Linked DNA regions of Sus scrofa: region 2 is linked to region 1. Evidence: chromatin contacts called from public HiChIP or PLAC-seq data. All regions are on one chromosome and are shown on one strand. Each heading gives the region's core, a stretch centred on a gene start, on an enhancer-like site or on the middle of the called end of the contact. The rest is flanking DNA. Distances are from core to core; before and after follow the strand shown.

Region 1 (2,803 bases), core at 77-2,576:
GGCTCCGGACCACCACCAGGACTACCATGGCGTTGCCCACCACACCCACGGTGCACACGAGGGGCACCAGGGTCAAGGTCACCGCCTGTACAGCCAATGGAGGGCGGGGCATGGGACCCAGGCTCGATGCGTTGTTCACCCGCTCGGGGTGCTCGGTGGGTTTCTCCATGCGCCCCTGTCCGCGCTGCACCTCTACGGCGGCAGCAAGTTGGGGAATCACTCCCGGCTGCAAAGGTGCCCTCGGGGAACCTTCCTTCAGGAAGCTGCAGGTCCAGCAACTGCCTCCAGCTGAACTGGCTTCTCCAGCTCCGTGCAGGGTCTCTCCCTGCTGCTCCGCTGGGAAATAATGCTCGTGCTGCTCAGTTTGCAAGACGACTTGCAGCAGGAGTTGGCGCGATCTTTCCCGGGGTGGGGTTTACCGCAGGGGCGCGTTCTGAATTGTAGGGTCTCGGCAGTGAGCCCGACACCAGAAGGCCGCCTCCTACCGGACCGACTGCTTGAGCCCAGTCAGCTCTTGACGCCCCTCTCCTGGTTCGCGAGGCTCAGGACTCCCAGCGATCTAGCGCGGTGCGTAGAGACCGATCGCCCCGCCAACCTTTTCCTTCGCTCTGCTCTCCGCGACCACCCCAGGCAGGCTCCTTTCCTGGAGTTAGCTTGTCGTTGCCACTGATGCCCCAGCCCAGCACTAGTTCTTTCCGCCAGCTCCTGGCTCCGTACCGTGGGCACTTGGGGTCAGGTGGGGGACCCAGGGTGCGGTGGGGAAGGGATGCTAACAGGAACAGTGGTCTCTGGCGCCCTGCTAGCTCCTTTGTCCTGGGCTTCTGCACCTGCTCCCTCCCTTCTTTCTCTGGGAGAAGCTCCACTGGGCCACGGGGGATGGGGTGGGGGGAAGAGCTGGCAACCCTTTGGCTTCCCAACACAACCCTGGAATCCTACCCTGTTTTCACTGGCAGAAACCTCAGCCCTGCTGTTGACAAACACGGAGCTAAGGCCCAGAGCTGAGGGGAGGGGAGGGTATTTGCCCATCTAGACGTGGGTTGGTTCTGTCTTCCTAAGCTCCTCATCTCTGTCACCTTTTTACTTTCTCCTGATTCGTTTCCCCAGTTTTCTTTCCTTCCTCCTGAAAAAGACTTGTAAATTCTTGGAGGGTGTACCCCACCCTCCATTCTCTAAGACGGCCCCACCTCACAGGCACAATTATGTTAGGAACCTTTAGCTCAGTTCCTGCAACAGAAAAGGTGCATGATGGTAGCTGGATGAATGAAAAAACTTGTTTCTTCACTAGAGGAAGCTTCCTGAGGGGGGGGACCCCACTAAGCTTCATAGAAGGCGTAAAGACTGCTTTTCAGGGAGCCTCGTTCTGTGTCTGCACACAGTAGATGCGGAGAAATTGCTTGGTGCTGTTGATTTATCCATTATGCGCTCGAAAAATTATTTCATCTGTGAAATGGAATAATAATGATAGAGCCCACTTCGGAGTGTCCTTGGGAGGCTCATATGATTGATGTGGGGAAAATCCATAGAAAGTGTTTAGCTGTGCTTGACTGCGGTAAGGGGTGAAGGGATTGGCAATTACAGTCGCGATAGATATATCCCTCTGCCCCTCTCTTTATGTCTGAGCAGTCTGCTGTCTGTGTTTGATAAATGGACAAAAAATGAAAGGGAACTTGGCAAGGGAGTGTTTGGGGGGCACTACGAGGGTCCCATTGTCCCCAGTGTCAGTCTTTCTAAAAAACAAACGTCTGGTGTATCTGAAGCACCTAGTATTGCCTGGTGATGCTCTGTGTGCTTTACAAGTGTTATTTCATTCTACACTCGCAACACCCTGTAGTGAAGGTATTACTAGATCCTCATTTTACAAAGAAACCGGGTCCCAGAGCAGTTAAGTAACATGCTCAAAGATACATTGGTTAGGACGGGGGGGGGCGGTTACTAGGATTTGAGCCTAGTAACTTGGCTGTGAAGTTCCCACTCTTACCCGTAATGCTCTACCACCCTTCTGCAACGTTCCCTGGGTTCTTCACCTGTAACCAAACACCCTACCTGGAGCCAAATGCCATAGCAGGTGCCTTACAAGCATTATCGCTATTCCCCACAGCCCTCGCTAGGCCTGTATTATTATCCCATTTCACAGATGAGGAAATTAGGTCCAGAGAGGAATGATTTTCACTGTCAGGCAACCAGGGCCAAGAAGAAGCAGAATCTCAACACTCCCAACTTTATGCTCCCTGCCCCCACCCCAACCTCAGCCATTTCTAAGGAAGCAAACATCCATTAAGTCCAGGATGCTTCCTCCCGGCTCTGGGGTACGGCAGTCGTCCCCGAGAGTGGTCCAGAGCAAAACTTTCAGCCATGTGAACTGCAAGTTGTCTCCTTGGGCTTCTCTCCTTCTAAGTCGGCCAGCTCTCTCTCCTGCCTCACTGAGCTGTTGAGTTGCCAGCAGCAAGGGGCAGTACTTGGCAGTGGACCAAATGTCCACAGTGGAACTCTTTAATTTCCCACAACCCACCTCATCCATCTCTAGTCTTCCTCATCTTAGCAAAGGCACCAGTGGTAAAACATCCATTCAGTTGCTAAAACCAATTATTCCCAGGTTATTGTTTCTTTCTCTCCCTCACCACTGGCATCCACTACTTAAGCAAGTTCCTCAACTCTACTTCTAAAATGTACCTTGAATCAATCCACCTGTCAGCACCATGCTCCACCAACACTTTCATTCATCCCTAGCCTTCTGTTTGGATGAAATCTTCTCTTAGCTGAATGCCAGGGGGAAATCTCACTTGAGGGTATGTTTGCCTGACGA
Region 2 (2,803 bases), core at 126-2,625, 100 kb after region 1:
AGCACACTTCTTCCAGCTCCCTTGCTCTCTGCTGGTGGTGCTGGGTAATCTGCCACTAAATTATACCCTCTTCGCTTTTGTTTTTACGAACATTTAAGATCTCATTTAGGGACAGTGAAGCCACTCCTGAAGGTAGAAGCCTTGTCTAACGAGTTGCCCTTCCACGATGCCTCGGCTGGGCTGAGCACAGGTGAGGGACCCCAACAGGGACCGGCAGTACCATCTCCTTCCCGCTCCCATTGGTGGTGATTTTTGTCATGACACTCCTGACCTCAGCCTGCAGCCTTTGATCATCTAGGGATTACTTTCTTTGAGTCTAGAAACAGCTCAGATTCTGGATCCTGATAAACCACGGATTGACTCCCCACTCAGCTGTGTTTCCAGCAAGTCCCTTCTCCCTGAGCCTCACTTTTCTGCTCTGGAAGAGGGGGTAAATAATCCTCCCCATTTGAAGGGTACTTTCAATCTGGATTAAATAAAATGATGCACCTAAGGCAAAGTTTAGCACTGCTCTTTGTAAGCCCCAGGAAACGTTTATGAAATGTTGGCTGTCCCTATCATGTAAGGTGCCTAGAATAAGACCAGCCAGTGTATTCTCAAGCACTAACTGTGTACCAGGCTCAGTTTTAAGAGATCTGCATATATTTCCTCCTTTAATATTCGCTACAACCCAGTGGGTTGGCATTATCATTTCCTCCATGTTTACAAACTAGTAAACTGAAGTTCAGAGAGGTTAAGTGACTTGCCCCAGGTCACACTGCTTAGCATTCATCAAGCGTTCCTTGTGATTTTCAAAGGAAATGTGCAACACAGAGCCAAGCATATAGTTGTAGCTCAATAAGGAGAAATCATTGCTGTAAAAGTGAGAGGATGCAGAAGGCTAGGTGGGACCCAGGCTCCAAGGAGCAGCTGAGAAAGGGGGATTGAGGTTAGGTTAGGGGTATTCACAGCAGTCCGAGGAGAGAGGGTCGAGGGAGGTCTGGTGAAGTCTCTCTAGACTGGGACCTCGGAGGCGGAGAGGGTCCTGCCTGTGGCGCGACCCGCCCAGAGGGCGGAATGTGCGGGCGCACAGGCAGAGGAGGCGTTACCTTGGGCGGGAGGGCGAAGACCACCGGCAGCAGCGCGAGCGGCGTGAACAGCAGCACCAGCAGCCGCCGCGCGCTCCACACCTTCTTGGCTATTGTCGCCAGCGCCGCCATCTGTGCGATCGCCCCGTGGAGCAGGCCAGCCTGGGACTGTCAGCGCCTGGACCCGGCTCCGGCTTATAGCCTGGGGGAGGGCCTAGGGAGGAGACTGCGCTTGGGGTCCCGCCCTCTCCCTATGCGTCCGGGAAGAAAAGGGTGGTGCGCCCGCTCCCCTGGGACGGGGCGAAAGAAGTGCAGGAACGTTGGGAAAAGTTAGACACACAAGAACTAAAGAATCGGACTCTCGCCCTGAAGGCAGAGAGCTGGACTCCAGCCCCGAGGCAGAGTGGCCTGGGGTTTAAACCTGACTTTCCAGCTCTGCGGTCTGGAGCAAATGGCTTAGCTTTTCCTTCTTCACCTGTGAAAAGGGCCGTGCTAACAATCACTTACGAGTAGGTTACTAGGTTCAGATACTGGCTTGCCACATACTAGCTGTGTGGCCTTGACAAAGGCTTCTGAGCCTCAGTTTTCTCATCCACAAAGTGGGGAGATGATAATAATGGTCTCTACTAGACAAAAGTTCTGTTGGGAGTTACTGCTGTTGATAACTGTTTTTCTTCTTTTCTTCTGTGATGGTTGAGTTATCTGAAGGTGGGAGCCTGGGGGAATGCAGAGGAGCACAACCCTGCGTTGTGTAGTATTTGCTTCCTTGGTTTTTAACGACACCACCAAGTGATTTTCCAAAGTGTTTGCACTACAACATTTCTGTTAGCAATGTATAAATGATCCAGTTTCTCCACATCCTTGTCACCACTGGGGTTGTCACTATTTTTTATTTTAGCCATTCTGATAGGTGTACAGAAATATCTCATTGGGGCCTTTAATTTGCATTTTCTTAATAGCTAACAATATTTAACACCTTTTCATGTGCTTATTTGCCATCAGTATATTCTCATTGGGGGAAATTACCTCTTCCTGTTGTTGGCCTATTTTCTAATTGGACGGTTTGTTTTCTGATGTTGAGTTTTGAGAGTACTTTATATATTCTAGATGCCAGTCCTTTGTCAGATATGTTATTTGCAAAAATTTTCTTCCAGTCTATAGGTTGGCTTTTCATCCTCTTGACAGTCCTTTCACATAGTAAATATTTGTAATTTGGGTGGAGTCAAATTTATCAAAATTTCTTTTTTCTAGATCATGCTTTTGGTGTCCAAGTCTTTGCATAGCCCTAGATCCTGAAGATTTTCTCACACTTTTTTTAGAAGTTTGACAGTTTATAGTTTTATGTTTTATATTTAAGTCCATGAGTTAATTATTTACAATAAACACTTAATTTACTAATTTTCAGAGTAATGACTCAAGTTCAGCATTCTCCTTGGAATGGAAAACTTCCTTGGAAGTTACTTCATTCTTTTTCTCTTATTCAAAAGTGTACCTCGTAGTGTCAGCTGCTTTTCTTGGAAAGAACGCTTATTTCTGGACCGGACATAGTGACTACCACATCATCATAAAGTTCTTCAGTTTTTTCTTTTTATTTGTGGAATTGGAAAATGGATTCATTTTGGTCTTCTTCCTCACAAATTCTTTTTGGTCTGTCTTTCCAGCCATTGCAGTTGCTAGTCTTGTCTCCTTGTCAGACTTTGGCTTTTTATGAAGGTGTTCAATGGCCCAAAGAGAAA

What was found. HiChIP or PLAC-seq counts read pairs in DNA pulled down with a chosen protein or histone mark.
Region 2: an H3K27ac HiChIP or PLAC-seq map of alveolar macrophages shows a contact between it and region 1. The contact joins the promoter of SLC13A3 here to the promoter of LOC100738769 in region 1. A contact is called at or near these places in 8 of 47 Hi-C or Micro-C datasets (embryonic fibroblasts, epiblast stem cells, fetal liver and 4 more) and 1 of 2 datasets of contacts at active chromatin or transcription factors (alveolar macrophages).

What each region holds. Positions count from the first base shown.
Region 1 is chr17:48,688,546-48,691,348 of Sscrofa11.1, forward strand. It overlaps LOC100738769 (thyrotropin-releasing hormone receptor-like), which reads right to left and starts at 1,327. Exons shown (of 3, transcript XM_013985448.2): 1 at 1-1,327. The coding sequence starts at 169.
Region 2 is chr17:48,790,905-48,793,707 of Sscrofa11.1, forward strand. SLC13A3 (solute carrier family 13 member 3) reads right to left here and starts at 1,376. Exons shown (of 13, transcript XM_003483976.4): 1 at 1,089-1,376. The coding sequence starts at 1,199. It also overlaps the pseudogene LOC100520157.